Regions from separate parts of the Sus scrofa genome. Here region 1 is linked to region 2. Evidence: chromatin contacts called from public Hi-C data. All regions are on one chromosome and are shown on one strand. The core of a region is the stretch at or near the end of the contact, and the rest is flanking DNA. Distances in the headings are between cores, read along the strand shown. Region 1 holds the start of PNKD (probable hydrolase PNKD). Region 2 holds the start of ARPC2 (actin related protein 2/3 complex subunit 2).

Evidence for each region. Hi-C and Micro-C count contacts between places; a contact is called where the count stands out from the background.
Region 1: a Hi-C map of liver shows a contact between it and region 2, with 4 times the contacts expected there. The contact joins the promoter of PNKD here to the promoter of ARPC2 in region 2. A contact is called at or near these places in 1 of 5 promoter capture datasets (fetal liver), 10 of 47 Hi-C or Micro-C datasets (blood, epiblast stem cells, fetal heart ventricle and 5 more) and 2 of 2 datasets of contacts at active chromatin or transcription factors (alveolar macrophages and skeletal muscle).

What each region holds. Positions count from the first base shown.
Region 1 is chr15:120,343,062-120,347,742 of Sscrofa11.1, reverse strand. It overlaps PNKD (probable hydrolase PNKD), which reads right to left and starts at 2,202. Exons shown (of 10, transcript XM_021076195.1): 1 at 2,083-2,202; 2 at 1,159-1,327. The coding sequence starts at 2,149. It overlaps AAMP (angio-associated migratory cell protein), which reads left to right and starts at 2,292. Exons shown (of 12, transcript XM_021076200.1): 1 at 2,292-2,631; 2 at 2,634-2,717; 3 at 3,176-3,328; 4 at 4,338-4,457. The coding sequence starts at 2,598.
Region 2 is chr15:120,295,728-120,300,255 of Sscrofa11.1, reverse strand. It overlaps ARPC2 (actin related protein 2/3 complex subunit 2), which reads right to left and starts at 3,134. Exons shown (of 11, transcript NM_001190239.1): 1 at 3,076-3,134; 2 at 2,781-2,862. The coding sequence starts at 2,854.

The DNA.
Region 1 (4,681 bases), core at 953-3,452, 48 kb before region 2:
CCGCATGTTCTGCCGAGCCTTCATCTGCTTCAAACGGTCCTTGTCCACTTCCCGCTTGGTGAGGATGAAGAGGAGGATACCACAGGGGAAGCCGATGGCCCTAGGGGTGGGGAGATGTGCATGGGATTGGGGGAGGGGCCAAGCCTGAGCCAGAGGAGCTGGGGAGAATCCTCAGCTTGCACAAACACTGCAATATATCACATGTGTCTACTCAGCCTCTGTGCTGGCTGCTGGAGGGCCCCGCTTGATTCGGATCCTACCACTGCCCTGCTCAAAACCCTATTAACAGCTCTCCATCACTTCCTGGCCAAATTCGCATTCCTAGGCATAGCACAAAAGGCCTAATGTGGCTGGGTCTCTGTCTACCTTGTCATTTCTCTCCTCTTGAGCCTGACACTCCCCAGCATAAGCCCTGCCACCCTGCCCTCGGGACTGTGTAGGGTTCCTCAGGTAGCCCATCCTCTTCCCCTCTCCAGGTCTTGGCAAAGATTCCCTCTGCCTGAACCGCCCCACACCCGCTCCCAGACTCCCATTTTTAACCTGAGTAACCGCTACGTGGGAGGTACTTCTGTGCAGGTTAAAGGCAAGGAGTCACAAGATCTGGTGAGAATCCAGCTCTGAGCCTCAGTTCCCTCATCTGTGAAATGGGGATGTCACACTTATTTTGGAAAGACTAAAACATTACACTGTAAAGTATTGGCACACCTCAGGTGCTGGAAAAAATGTTAATTTCCCCCTCCTTTTCTTTTAACATTAGTCAATAATACGTACTAAAATCAGCGTCAGATCCAAATAACAATGCACTGAACACCTTGTAGGTGCTGCTACTATACAACTAACATAATCTCGTGGGAGTTCGATTTTCTCAAAGAGCTCAACTGGCTCTCACCCCAAGCTCCCCAAAGAGAGGATGAGGCCAGGGACCCAAATCTCAATCAAATTAGCTCAATTTACGCCACACAAAACCTACTTGTCTCTCCAATTCCACATACTTTCCCACCTCCCCTGCCCCAGTCCTCTGAGAGGCCCATGCTCACATCCAGCAATTCTGTCTCCACAACCTTGGATTCAGCTCACCACCTGAAACTTGGAGAAGTTTCTGGGTCCCACCCTCCCCTGGTGCCACTCCCCATTGGTGGGCAAAGGGTTAAAACTCACCAGGCTAGTCCCACAGCTTTCATGGGGTTCTTGCCCCTCTTTCTGGGAATGTATTCCAGCTCAGGGGGTAGGGGTTCAGGCTCCTCCTTGCACTCTGGGGAGCTCTGGCTTTGCAGTGCCCGGGTCCTGTTCTGGGAAGCCTTGTTAGCTGTGGCTCCTGAGAGAATCCCTGTGGATGGAGGCAAGGAAAGTCAGTGAGAGAGGATGAGAAGGAATCCCGGGGAGGAGTGGTTGTGATCTGAGGAAGGGGAGTGACTGCGGTCTGGAGTAACAAGTGCCAGGGAGAGTCCAGAGGGAAATGGGAAAATTGCCATCGAGGTGGCACCTTTGAAAGCCACTTCCACGTCACTGCGGGCTCATCACCCCGGTGCCAGGAGAGCGAGCTTCGCTGTTCTTCATTTCAGACGGCAGGATGTGAAGGACTGCAGTGGGGCTCACAAGAGGCGTATGAAGGAAATCCGAGAAAAGGTTTCCAAACTGCAGAATGTTAGTACTGGAAGGGAGCGTAAAGGTAGTCTACTCCATCCCCTCATTTTATAGAAGAGGAAACTGACGCCCCGAGAGACGAACTGCTTCGCCCAAGGTCAAACTGCTAATTATCCGTGGCTAGAACCCAAGCCTTCAGAAGCCCAGGGCTCTTTCCTCTGCACTGCGGTGAGTGTGAAACATCTAGAACGCGGGAGTCTAGAAGGCTTCCTCGGGGCTCCCTTTCGCTCCAAGACTCCAGAGTTACGGTGTAACCGGAAGGCTGAGGGGATGGAGTGGGTGACCTCTAGACAGCATCTTTTAGCCCCCTGACTCTTTAAGATCCTGCAGAGGGGTGCAGGCAGCAAACAACACCCTGACCTTCCGCTATCACTGAGCGAGATGTGAAAAAAAAGGGATCCCCTGCAGTCCTACCCTCCCCAGGGTCCCTCTCCTTACCCCGGAGGACGCGGGCATTTCTCGCCCCCCGGCCCTTCAGCGCCGTAGCAGCTACCACCGCCGCCATGTTCAGATCCCACCCCCCTTCACCGCGCTCCCCGCCGGGAATTGTAGTTTGCGTAAGGGGCCTCCCCCGCTCCTTCCGTCTGTCCTACAGATCAGAAACTACATTTCCCAGAAGCCTGCGGAGCGGACCCAGGAGAACTACTCTTCCCAGGAGACCCCGGAGGCGCGCACGCTCGCTTGTTTCTCTCCTGTTGGGGGCGGAGTCAGGCCGGGCGGAGTTTGGGTTCCCCCGACCACGCCCCGGGCTCTTCTCCCAACTCTGCCCTGTGATTGGTGGTTCAGCGAGTCCACCCCCTTCGCTATTGGTCGAGAGGCCGTCGCTCTCTCTGCCGGGTGGTCGCCTACTCCTACTTCCTCCCGGGAGGAGGGGCTCGAGTTCCGCGTCGTCGCGCAGAGCTGACTCTGGGAGGCGTTTGGGCCCAGAGAAGTGGATCCGCCGCTTGCGCCGCATGGAGTCTGAATCGGAAAGCGGGGCTGCCGCTGACACCCCCCACTGGAGACCCTAAGCTTCCATGGTGATGAAGAGATTATCGAGGTGGTAGAACTGGATCCCGGTCCGCCGGACCCGGGTGAGAGCTGCTGATCCTCAGGCCATGGGACAGGAGGCGCTCACCCCTGGCCTTTGACCCTTGCTTCCCCTCCCTCCCCTTCTCCCCCCACCCCACCGGTCAGTCCCACTGACCTCCTTCGCCCTTCCTCTCTCCCCCAACCCCACACTTAGTTCTCAGGCCTGGCCGGGGTGGGGGTTCCCCTGACGCCTCCTCTGGCCCTTCCCCTCACACACCCCCTTCCCATCATCCCCTCGGTCCTCCCTTCCCACACGGTCGCTGGCCAACCCCAGGTCCTCAGACCTCTCCTGTCCTCCGTCCCACACGCCCCCCCTCCTCCCTGCCGCCTCTTCACCCCTTCTGTCTGACCTCACCTTGCTCTCTTGCCACATGACCCACCCCAGCCTCGGGCCTCCCCACGCTTCGCATCCCACTTACCGCCTGTCGAGCCTCGTCTTTTAACCCTCTCCCCAAAGCAGACGACCTGGCTCAGGAGATGGAAGATGTGGACTTTGAGGAAGAGGAAGAAGAAGAGGGCAATGAGGAGGGCTGGGTTCTGGAACCCCAGGAAGGGGTGGTCGGCAGCATGGAGGGCCCAGACGATAGCGAGGTCACCTTTGCATTGCACTCAGGTAGGTGCCTGAGGAGGTCCGTCATAAACTCGGTCCAGGTGGGCACTTGAGCATCAGGCGTCCCCTGTGTAGGGCACGTTATGAGGGACACAGAGGTGGGAAAATGCTGGCCCTGCCCTGGAGGAGCTCACGGGTAGGGGGGCAGTGCGATGGCATGGAGGAGAGCTTGGCTCTTGGAGTCAGTTGAGACACTTGGGTTCAAATCCTATCCCTGTTGCTTGCCTGTGTATGATCTTTATCAACACCGCTGCGTTTTAGTTTCTTTTTTCGACAGTTGTCATTGGTGAAAGTTACTTTAGTGTGAATTAGAGGTAATAGTACCTTTTGGAGCATGTTTTTGGTAGTCCTCTTAAAACATTAGCTCTCTCTTTTTTTTTTTTTTTTTTTTTTTTTTTTTGCTTCTTAGGGCCTTGTCCACGGCATAGGGAAGTTCCAAGGCCAGGGGTCGAATCGGAGCTGTAGCCTCCGTCCTACCCCGCAGCCACAGCAACGTGGGATCTGAGCTGTGTTGCGATCTACATCACAGCTCATGGCAACTCTGGATCCTTAACCCACTGAGCAAGGCCAAGGATCAAACCTTCAACCTCATGGATACTAATTGGGTTTGTTAACCATGGAGCCACGATGGGAACCTCAACACTAGGGGGTTCTCAGTGAGGAATTGGTGACACAGTGCCCTCCTCACGCAGTCCCTAGCTTGGTGGCATCCCATGCTGAGAAATGTAAGCCCAGGACACGTACCCTCCTCTTGTCCATGGCCTCAGTGTGGGGTGGTCAAGGGAGCAGAGGAGGGTTCTGCCCTGGAGGACTGGCAAGTTTGGCAAGCTTGGGGAGGGATTTCTCCAACAACCTGAGGCCTGAAGCTGAGAAGAACTTGGAGGCACCCTTCTTTTCCAGGAGGAAAGACGTGTTGCTCTGGGTGGAAGGGGGTGGCTTCCCAAAGGTCCCAGAGGACAGAACCCTAGGTGGGAGTCCAGTCCCCTTACTCATGGAGTATCTCTTGGGACAGCATCTGTGTTTTGCGTGAGCCTGGACCCCAAGACCAACACCTTGGCAGTGACAGGGGGCGAGGATGACAAAGCCTTCGTGTGGCGGCTCAGCGATGGGGAACTGCTCTTTGAGTGTGCAGGTGCGGGGGTTCGGGGGAGGGGCTTAGGGGGCTGGCCCGCTGCCGTTGTGCATCCAGCAGCCATTTGTTGATCTCCATTTGGCCCAAGGGCCCCAAAGAACAGAGCCCTGTGGGTCTAGGAGAGGGAGGCACAGATGGGCCAAGGGAGTCTAGGAGGAGGCGACACTGGTGAAGGCGTATTGGGCCAGAAAGGAGTGGGTGCGTGTTTCGGGTGGAGATGTGGA
Region 2 (4,528 bases), core at 1,885-4,384:
TTCAAAAAAAGACCAACTTCAAAAGCAAAATTACTATAACTGTACTCTCAAGTATATACCACAGAACTATTTTTAAGACGATCTCATGCTTACATTTTCAGTAGCTGGAGCAGTGTTATCCAATAGGACTTTCAGCAATAGTGGAAATGCTCTCTATCTGTGCTGCCCAAATACGGCTGCTACTAGCCACACACGGCAACTGAGCCTCGACCTGTGGCTAGTGTAACTGAGGAGCTTAATTTTAATTCACTTCAATTTTTATTTAAACTTAACTACCACACACAGCTGCTGGCTATCATTACTGGACATCACAGAGTTGGAAGGTCCACTGTGGGGAAGGCCACTGTGAATCTAATTTCCCCAACTGATTTGCTGAGAAGTGTAAAGCAGGGAGGGGCTGACCTCTCCCAGCAGGTTCCCAAGCCTTTCCAATCTCCAGGGTTTCTCCTCCAAGCTACTGCCTTTCTTTAATGTCCACCCCAACACTCCTCTGTAACTTTCTTACAGACTCTCTCAGAAAGGCCCCTCTTTTCTGTTCCTGCCTGGTGCTGAGCACTGGCAGAACCCCATAAATGTTTATGATTATCACACCAGATAGCCTTCTCTGGAAGTTCTGGCTAGGCCTGCGCTTTGATAAATACTTAACTACTTCACTGCCGCCTCACCTTACTGGTGGTATGCCTGGAAATTCACATTCCTTCTAGAGGCAGGCTTCTGCTAAAAGGTACATGTGCAATCCCAGGAAAGCCCTGCCTTCGAGGCTGAATATCATGGTCTCTTTCGAAAGATTTTCAAAGTGCTTTCCAGCAGAACATGCTTTGAGCCCACTTATTTAAAATCACATCTCAAAGGGAAGATGGGCCAGAGTAAAAGCCAAAACCTTGCTGCCCTGTTCCACTATTTGACATTGCCACAACATATACTTTGTTAAAAAAAAAAAAGGCCCAGAAATTCTAACTTATCCCTTCCGGACTTGAGTGACTACTTTATTCCTGCTGAAATGATTAGTAAATCTTTTTAAGCGAACTATTCTAAAAGGGAAAAGAGTTGAAGCTCTATAAGGGGCTACATTTCAGAATCACGAGATATTAAAACACAAGTAGATGTGAATATACTCTTACACTACAAGGCATGCTTCTACTTGAAAATGCACAGGGATATATCTTGTAGATCAGCTTATAACCATCCAGGTCTCATTTTTTGCTAGTTTAAACTTGCGAATTAATTCACTTAAGATCATCTGTGAAAATGCAGAAGTTAATTTAACTTCCTCCTATGTGCTACACTGCTCAAAAAAGTACCCAGCAATCACCCAAAATAAGCCACTAAGCTGATTCGCTCAAACATTTAAAATGCAAAGGAACTGGTAAGCAAAGCTGAAGACAAGAAGCAAGCTAACCTAAAATATAAGTAACTGCAGCCCCTGACAGGAAACAGTAGCTACTGCTCACTGCCTATGTTACTTCAAGGAAAGTTGTTCTTTGTTTTATAGATAAAATCTATGGCTTTATAAAAGAGATTAGAAGACACAATATATTCAATTTAAGCAGTTGGTTAAAAGCATTTTTTTTTTCAAAATGCCTCCAAGCCACAAGTTCGTTTTGTCCACTTAGAATTTCCCCTTCACCAATACTCTCCCATCTGTGACTCTTCAAGCACTTACTCTCCTATTCCTAGTTCCCAGTTCGCCAGAAACAGTTTGCACTTACTTCCTCCACTGTGTAACCAAGATGTGAAGCCCCATCCTCAAGGGATGGGGAAATGAGGCAAAGAGACTGGCCGCAGGCCATCCAAAATTAGGAGCTAAAACCAATTCCTTGGTTCATGTTTTAAATATTGTATCAGACAAGCGAACAACTTGGGGGGAGGTCGTCTTTCTACTGGTTCTGCGTTTGACAGAGACGGCTGCCTTAGAAACATCTCCTAAAGCCCATTTTTAAAAGGGCCAATGGTTAAAAACAGGTTTATCTAAGAACGTTACAGGCTCTGAAGGCATTTCAGTGTGTTATCTGGGCCAGAATTACTACAGAAGAAATCACAGGCCAGGGGTATGATACAAGAACTTAAAAAGATAAACAACCAGATAGAGGATACTGGGTGGAGAAAGGAGAATAGAACCTCAGAGGAGTGATAAGGAAGGGGTGTGGATGGGGGGGGTATTAACTTTGCTTGCGAAATGTGACAAAATAGGCAGTGTCTGTTACAGAAGGGTTCGGTGAAGGAAAACTAGAGAGATCGGGTTTTCCGGCTGCAAGACTGGGCCTGCCTTCAGCTTTCCCTCTGGCTCCTTTAGACGAGGAGGTGGGGGTGGGGAGCGAGAAGGCTGGTGGTGATCTGCGCCTCTTCTGGGTACATCTTCTTCACTCTTCCAGTCCTGGGAATCCCTGAAAACTCCTTCCAACCCAATCCCCAATGGGCTCTCTCCGGGTTCTGAACAATGACGGGAGAATACGGTGGGAAGCGGTCCCCTGCTCGCTCCAGAGGGCAATGGGATCCTCCAGCGAGAGTTCCGGTCCAAGCTACCCTCACGTCCCACAGGTCTCTTTGGCACGCGCACTCCTGTCCACTCACTGCTTCCGCATCCTTCCTCTGAGCCTCTCCCCACGCATCTCTGCCCCTCACCCCGCCGCGCCCAACCACCTCCCATGTCTACCCCGCCGGGGCAGTCCCTGCACCCGGCCAGGTCTCCCACCTCCCTACTCCACGTATGACGGTCTGAACGATTGGCAGGGGTCAACTTTGCCTCCCCCGCCACCCACCGGCCCTAGGCGCGCGCTCACCCGGCGGCCGCGTTCTCGAACTTGAGCGCGAGCGTCTCCTCGATGATGCGGTTGTTCACCTCCAGCAGGATCATGGCGGCGGCTGCCCCGGACAGGGGAAGGAGAAACAAGGGCGGGTGAGGGTGGGTAAGGGAGGAAAGGACGGAGGGAGCGGCCCTGCTGCCCCCTGAGGAGGGGGGCTGGGTGGGGAAGGTTAGGGGAGAAGGGGAAAGGGACCAGGGTGGGGGAAAGGGGAAGACGCGCGTGCTAGCCCGCGCACGCACTGACTGTGGAGACACCCACCCACCCGACCGACCTGGCCCCCGAAGCCTGAACCCGCCTGCCGAGCCGCCGCCGCCGCCGCCGCCGCCGCCGCTGCCGCCTCACCGACAAGCTCGGTCCCCGCCCAGCCCCCGGCTCCAGCCGGCCACTTCCGCTCTCACACCCACTTCCGCTCGCCGCCCGGACGCGCGGCCCCGAGGCCCCGCGGCGCCATTTCCGCTCCGACCCCTCGTGCGCGCGCACGCAGGCGCACCAGGTGAAGGGGCGGAGGCCGCGCGTGCGCACGCGCGATGCCGCGACTCTCCACTTTCCCACAGCCCCGCCCTCGGCCCGCTGTTGAAAGTGTGTCTCCCGGCTAGCTGTCATTCCTCGAGGCCTGCCTCGCGGTCCAGCGCTTGCATCCTGCACTCCCGAAGAGTTTACTTCTACGCACGAGGTCCTGTTATTTCTGACAAGAAGCTCACTGTTTTCATTTCCTAGTCGGCGTCTTTACTCTCACTTTGTGGTCGGTGTGATCCTTCCTCATGCCACACTAATGGCTGTCCAGTGGCACCATCGTGCCTTAATTTGCTCAGCAAATGTTAAGTGGGCTCCTGTTCTGTGCTGGGGATACAGTGACGCCTGAAACAGATGAGGTTCCGCCCTCGTGGAGCTTATAGTCTGGCAAAGGAAACAGACAACAAACTTTCAGATATGTAACTACAAATCGGTTAAAAGAGCAAAGAAGGAAAGGAATGAGACGTCACCAAAGTGAATAAGCCTCCCTGGGTTCCTCTCTTGTCTCCCTTTCTGTGCCTGGAGATGCCTCTAGGTGCCCCAAACGTGATTTTTTTCTGCCTTACCTCCCAGCACCTCTGCCAGAGACATAATTTTTTACTCATCTGTGTGAGGAAAATGAACTCATTTTTGTGTTGCGTCTGCCTGTGTGCCTGGTTTTGTACTTTTCCTTCTCCAGGGAGAATCTAACAAATTTAGCTGAGCTCTTTTTAGGAGTATTGATTTATTTTCTGCTAAGTGTTCTTAAGAAAGTATCAGGGAGGCAAAAATTGACAAAAACTAGCTCTTGTCATCAGGCCCAGACAGCTCTTCAAAATGAATTTATTTACTGGACATGGATAAACTTCAAGACATTGCAAATACCCCCAAATTATTTGCTAACTCTCTTTTTTTCTGTTTAGGGGTGCTCCTGCTTTCTTTTCCAATTCAGAAGACTCAAGTCATATTTTCCATCCACTTAGTAGAGACCTTCTATAGAGCTTCCTTTCTGCTTTCCTTCATTCCTCTTTTTCTTCTTCTTTTTTCTTTCTTTCTTTCTTTTTTTTCTTGATTTTTAGGGCCACACCTGCTGCTTATGGAGGTTCCCAGGCTAGGGGTCCAATCGGAGCTACAGCCGCCCTCCTACGCCATGGGCATAGCAACTCAGGATTCAAGAGCAGTGTCTGTGACCTAGACCACAGCTCATGGCAACATCAGATCTTAACCCACTG